Regions from separate parts of the Zea mays genome. Here region 1 is linked to region 2. A link is a contact called in public Hi-C data. All regions are on one chromosome and are shown on one strand. Each heading gives the region's core, a stretch centred on a gene start, on an enhancer-like site or on the middle of the called end of the contact. The rest is flanking DNA. Distances are from core to core; before and after follow the strand shown.

Region 1 (3,277 bases), core at 696-3,195, 320 kb after region 2:
GACGGTCCGCGCTTGGCCTGTTTTTCCAAAAAGCTTCTCCTGTCCGGAATAATCTACGGTATTCCGGTCAGTCGAATTAGTATAGTTGTAGATGAACCTTTGGCACCTGTAGAACATACAATCTAGAGCAAACTAGTTAGTCCAATTATTTGTGTTGGGCAATTCAACCACCAAAATAATTTAGGAACTAGGTGTAAGCCTAATTCCCTTTCACCATGAGTGCGTCGTAGGGCAAGTGACGTGCAGGCCATTAATGTGTCGCGGTCCCGGGAGCTCGTAGGTCATGAATGTGTATTTGACCCGAGGGGTTATGAGTGGGAAGTGGATCGGCGCCCGCGCTATGGCTCAGTGCCAAGCATGGTTAAATGTGGTCGGCTATTTATGATAGGCCAGTCTAAGGCCAGACGCGTGATCCACTCGAGTGATTCCCTTTCGACAAGCTCGTCCCCTCCCATCTAGTTCCGTCACGCCCGACCTTGGGCTCGATGGCGCGAGGTTCGACCGGGGGTGGACTCTTTCAGGGTTGACGTATCCACCTCTCTCAACTGACCAACGACCCCAACGATCAAGGGCTCTTTCCTCATTGCACTATCTAACTGGCAGGTCCTAGAGACCAGGGATCATTTCCTCGATAAGTGTAATCCCCGAGTCAATTACCAATGGAAGTCCTTTATCTTAGCTACGTTCCGTTTTAGCACTTTGATAATTGTGAAGTCAATGAATATGTTGGTGTCTTCGACATCTGTTTCTTGTAAGTCTAATACCCTTTATGTTATTATTAGAGCATTGTGCAATGGTATTTTATCTATGTAATCGTTGTGTATGTGAGTTCTTATCCTTCCACGTACATAGTTCACATTCGGTTTGACTTCTGAAACCGGGTGTGACACACAAGCTATATGCTAGTGAGGGCAAGGGGGAGGGAAGGGTTGAAAGATAAGGGATAATGCAAATAATATTGTCCATTGGATTTATGTGAGTAAGGGAGAGTGAGTTATCCAACGATCTGAACCATTGGTTTTGATGGTCTGTTAAGCCTAAGTGCAATTTATTTGGTGGATTTAACCATGCACGAGTATAGGGACGTGCTCACGCACATAGCCATGGTGTTGACCATGGAGGCGGAGCGACTAGACGTGCCCTTCTAGTTTAACCTAGTCGTATCCCGGTTGGAGGCGCTGGACATGGAGTAGCTCCAAGTGAAGACATGTGAGGTGCGGGCCATGAGCTTATGACCTCCAGTCTATAGCTGCACTACCTCCTAGCCTCCCCTGACGACTCTGGCAAGGATGGCTGCCACCAACAGAGCAACGACATCGACAGTTATCAACGACACCTGAGCCTAGAGACCAGTGTGTCCCGTCGATGTCGTGCGCGGACACGTTCCTATGTGCGATGTGGGGCCTATCACCCAAAGTGGTGGTGGTGGTTACAAAATAGAGTCGTGGCACAACGTCGCGACGATGATGAAGCGGTTCGTGGAGGCGCTAAACTACTACGTGCATCGTCTGGTGGTGCAAACCTTTAGGGCTTGTTTGGGACAAAGGGTAATGGAGGGAATTGAGGGGGCTATAATCCCTCACTATTCAAAATTAAGTAGTGAGGGATTTTAGCCCCCTCAATCCACTCCATTACCTTTGATCCCAAACAAACCCTTAATGGACTAATAGATACTCCCTCCGTTTCTTTTTATTTGTCGCTGGATAGTGCAAAATTGCACTATGCAGCGACAAATAAAAAGAAACGGAGGGAGTATCTTTAATGGGGTAATTTCTTCATGCTACCCATCTCCAATTCTCACTTATGCTACCTCTGTCGACAACTATTCTTTTTTAGACCGTAGTGTTAGCTAGAACTATATAACAGTGTGCATAAACAATTGGCCCATCGTATAAAAAGAAGACCACTCCATCGCCCGGAGAAGTTTCAAAGAAAAAGAACATATTTCCGCATAATTGCTCTTTCCGCCTTATAAACCAGCGGTCCTTTTTCTTTTCTTCGAAAACACTCCTCTAAGCCACCAAACACTTGCTATGCCCGCTCCTCCCCGCGCACTGCTCAGCACGCCGTGCCCGTGAGACCATGGACGCGAGCGCGGCCACCGCCAGGCGCAAGCGCAAGCGCCCCGACGCCGACATCACCGGCGACGCCGACGCCGCCGCCGCCGCTGCCGCTGCCGCCGCCCCGGTCGCCGTCGACGAGGCCTCGGACGCCGAGGTCGAGGAGTTCTACGCCATCCTGCGGCGCATCCGCGACGCCTCCCGCCGGCTGTGCGGCGCCGGCGCCCGGCCCGCCCCGCGCGCGCCGGCGTGGCGGCCCAGCTTCTCCTGGGAGGACTTCGCGACCCCGGCCCCTGGCGCGCCGGCGCCTGAGACCCCGACCCCCACGCAGCAGGAGCCGGCGCAGCCGCGGCCCGACGAGCCTGTAGCCGTCGTCCGCGCTACCGCCCCGTCGCCGCGTGCCGGGCTGGACCTGAACGCGGAGCCGGAGCCGGAGGCGCCGGCCACCCCTCGCTCGGCGCGCGTCCAGGCGTAGCGTAGCGTAGCGCGCGGCGCATCGTCACCTGCCTCCTGCACCGCGCCAGCCAAGGAGAGCCGTAGCGTGGGGCCGTTGGGCGTGCGCGTCAGCTCGGCTGCTGCTGGGAGGTGGCTGGCCCGGTGAGTCGGTGATGTCATGTCAGCCGAGAGCCGACGGTGGTCGCAATCGTCCGCGGGCGGCACAGCACAGCACACACAGTGCGTACCTTCCCCTCGGTGAATTACTGATCCGAATCCCCATCATGTAATCGTAATTTTTTTAGTGGCTCTCTTTGGTGCGCTGCTCCGTGTGGACAGGTGAGACTGGTTCGTTGCTTTGGTTGCAGGAAAATACCTTTTAATCGGAGCAGTTGATGTACCGTCCGAAAAAATGACGTGTTTAACTATTCGTTGCGTTTTATGTATTATTTTTAACCTATGACTGCTAACGATGGCATGTTTATTAGTTTTATGTATACAGTATTATATTAATGATATATACTATTAATATAGCATAGCTTTTGGACTTGAATGGATCTGTCCGTTCGCACACATATTATTGTAGCACATTTCTTCTGTGATGAACAAACTGTAATTCTTTTTCTTACCGATTTGGAAGGTTAATTAATTAGGATAGTGTTTCGTAAAAAAGAAGAGTACCTCTGTTGTCATAGCATCTTCATGAGTACCCAATAAAAATTTGCAGCATATATATTTTTGGACTAAAAAGCATCGTCAACAATTACCAATCCCACCTGCTA
Region 2 (3,392 bases), core at 513-3,012:
TCGTAATCAGAGCCGTATTTATTTAGCGGTCCACGCATGCATGGCGTGGCCGCGTGGGGGCCGGAGGGAGGGGGGCAGGTGTTTCTGCGGAGTGGGGACTATAAACGGACCGTGCCGGCCTCGGCCCACAGGCCCCAAGCCAGGTCCAAGCATGGCCCGTAAGGTTAATAATCATGTCAGGTCGGTTTATAGGTCGACGGGTCTAATAGGCTTATAACAATATATGATATTTAAATAATAAAATATCTTTAAAGTATGAATTTTTTAGGGTTTAAACCATATTTATTAGCTTTAAACATTTATTTACAACCACATAACTAAAAAAACACATGTTTCTTGTTTTATACTATATATTTAAGTATAATATATGTATTTATATGAAAAAAATATAAAAAAATAAAATCGAGCCGTGCCGGGTCTAGTCCGTCGTGCCACGCCTTCGGCCTAGGCACAGCCCGGTGACCGGGTTGGACCAGCACGGGCCCGGTTCACTACGTGCCGTGCCGGGTTTCGGACCGCCTGGCAAGTTCGATCCGTTTGGACATCTATAGTGGGGACAGAGCACAAGTGGATGATCCAAATGTATTGACACAGTACTGGTGCTACTGCTAGTGTTCTAATTTATCCAAAAGTAAGCATACCTGCAGCAACAAGTTAAAGGATTGTTTGGTTTTTTTTAGTCCAGCAACAAAAAAATAAGATATGTCTAAAAACCTTGTATTAAATGGAGCTGTACCTGCCTAACGCATGCACACTAGGTGTTTAGGATACATCTAGGTTCTAAATCCATTATAGAACTGTAGTTAGTTTATAATATTAATTTAAATAGTTTGAACAACATTTTTAATATAAATAATAAACAAATGATTCTAAAGAAATACAATTCTAGCTTCACTACTTTCTAGAGCATCTAACCCCACATTTTTTTAAAACTGAAACTGTATCAAACAGCACCATATACTCTACCTTGTGCACTTAATCACAGCGCCCACTGGTTTTATTGCTGCGGCTGCTCGCATCTGGCTGTGATGGTGTCGCCGCTGATCCACTCCGGTGTCCGGTCGGTGGAGTTAGAGAGGTCCACCGTCCACGTGAACCGGGCGCAGGGACAGGGACGCGGTCGCCGAGGCGCATTTATTGTGGGCCGGACGAGTCGTACGTACGCGCCACGGCGCCAGGGAAAGAGTGCAGGAGAGGCAGTCCTGGTCCCTGCCCCGCGTGGAATCGCGTGACAGCGTCGGCTTCTCTGCTAGTATGGTACTCCTACTCCTACTGCGTAGGAAGCAGGGTACGTACTTCTTTTGGACCGTGTCGCCCTAGCTTTCAGACAATGTCCCGTGGGTCCGGTAAAAATGGGCTCCACTCGTCGGCGAGAAGAGTACGGAGTTTCCCAGGTGAAGGATGTACGAGCTGTGGCTGGTAGTGAATGAATGGAGTAGTCGGAGGCGGCAAGAGGGGCGTGGTGCACATCCACGTCACCCGCGGCGGACGCCGAGACACTGAGACAGGCACACCTGACCGGAGGGCGGGGTCTTTCTCTTCTTTTCTTTCTTCTTTCTCCGCCCCCACAGGCCATAAGGCTGAGTCCAGTGCACAGCCTCTCTCTCGCCCCTGCCACGTCAGCTCTCGCCTCCACTCTCGCCTCTGCTGCTCCAGTGCACAGGCTATAGCAGGCTATAGCCTCAGCCCACATCCACATCAGCTTTTCTATTTCAGGATTAAATAATTCACACAGATTTGTTTCAACGCTTACAAATCACACAACATAATATTTTTTATTGAATTTAAAATTACAAAGTGTATAATAATTAAAAGAAAAGTACATGACAATTAAAAAATTACATAACAATTAATAGAAAATTACATAAATCTAATTATGACCTCCAACAGGTAGAGATATTTATAGATGGATTGGGAATGAAATTTGTGATTTTTTGCAATTTTTTTCGAATTTTTTGGACTCTAAACGGTAAAAAACGGCTAGTCCACGTGGCACACATGGACCAATCACGTCGCGCCACCGCACTCTCGCCCGCCTCACTCTCGCCCCGTCAGTGCGTCGCCCCCCTCTCGCCTCCCTCTCGCCCAGACGCGCGCGCCAACGCGGGCGAGAGCGAGGCGATATCGCCCGCTGTCGCCGGGCGTGAGTGCCGTCGCCCTCTCTCTCCCTCTCGCCTGCCTATCGCCTCACGCGGGGCGGTAGAGGGCCCTTCTCGCCTCCCTTCTAGCCCCATTGGCACCAGCCTAAGGCTGAGTCCAGTGCACGAAGCTTTTAACTTCGCGTGCTCGTGCTGTTCGTCTGCGGCACGAGACATGGGAGGGCAGGCTGGGCAGCTACGCCATGTGGGTCCCGTCCTCTCGTTCGGACAGGCAGATTCTTTCTCATCTTTGGCGTGTGGCCTCAACGTTCTTCGCATGTTGTCCTAGCCGCTCCACATGGCATCGTACACCGTCGTTTACACAGACAAACCATCAAGTGCTCTCTAGGCAAACACTGTGGTACTGGATCGCCGCCACTGTGTACTCTAGGACGGCCTCGCGAGTGCGGGGGATCAGATCTTGACCGGCCGCGCGCCACCCGTCCAGATCGCGCGTGGCGGGAGCGTACGTACGCACCAGGTGTCGTGCGCCGCGCACGCAGGACCCGCGGCACCCGCCCTCATCGTGCCGCCGTGCGGGCCTGACAGCACGAGCAGTAGCCAGTCCCCCCACGCCGACGGCGACGCGCGCCGCTTGCGAAGGCGACTGCGCACCGAGTCCTTGCGCGCCCGTCACGGGGTGTTTGGTTCTCCGATAAGTTTAATTCGTGTATTATCAAATACTGTATATATCATTATAAGTATTAAATATAGATTTAATTAATTCGTCTAGTAATGCCGCAGCTGGCCCGCGGCGCGCGCCTAGCTTTAGCTAGTACCTACTCCTAGGCCCTAGCCAGAGGAACTTGGCTTGGAAGATCTATAGATCTGTTGCTGTTGTTAGGCTGCACCTGCACGTACAACTCGTCCCTGGCAAGTCATTATTTTTTCCCCTATAACCAGCCGACGATTCGACGACACACTAGACGAAGATACGTGCCTAACCTCCCTTCTTATATATTAGGTTTCCACACAAAGCCAATTTGAGTGTCTGAATCGTGCCTTCTCAAGGGCGAGCTGCGGCCTGCGGCGCTGCACCGATGGACGCAGGCACGGCACGGTCTGTTTGGAACGGCTTCGGCTCCGGCCGCGGGTTCTCCGAAAATGACCATAACTGGATTCTCTTCAGGTACTACTTGTTGAATAATTAGACAAATTTCAAATTAAATTTCGAATATAAATCATGACTAAATTAGAAGAACTGAAATAAAAGTCAAATCAGATGATACGTACTGATTAGACTTACTGATAGAT

Evidence for each region. Hi-C and Micro-C count contacts between places; a contact is called where the count stands out from the background.
Region 1: a contact with region 2 is called in a Hi-C map of leaf, with 7 times the contacts expected there. The contact joins the promoter of LOC100274910 here to the promoter of LOC100384137 in region 2. A contact is called at or near these places in 2 of 25 Hi-C or Micro-C datasets (ear and leaf).

Annotation. Positions count from the first base shown.
Region 1 is chr3:22,998,680-23,001,956 of Zm-B73-REFERENCE-NAM-5.0, forward strand. It overlaps LOC100274910, which reads left to right and starts at 1,946. Exons shown (of 1, transcript NM_001149162.2): 1 at 1,946-2,942. The coding sequence starts at 2,083. The coding sequence ends at 2,535.
Region 2 is chr3:22,683,691-22,687,082 of Zm-B73-REFERENCE-NAM-5.0, forward strand. It overlaps LOC100384137, which reads left to right and starts at 1,763. Exons shown (of 1, transcript XM_020550673.2): 1 at 1,763-2,427. The coding sequence starts at 1,918. The coding sequence ends at 2,427.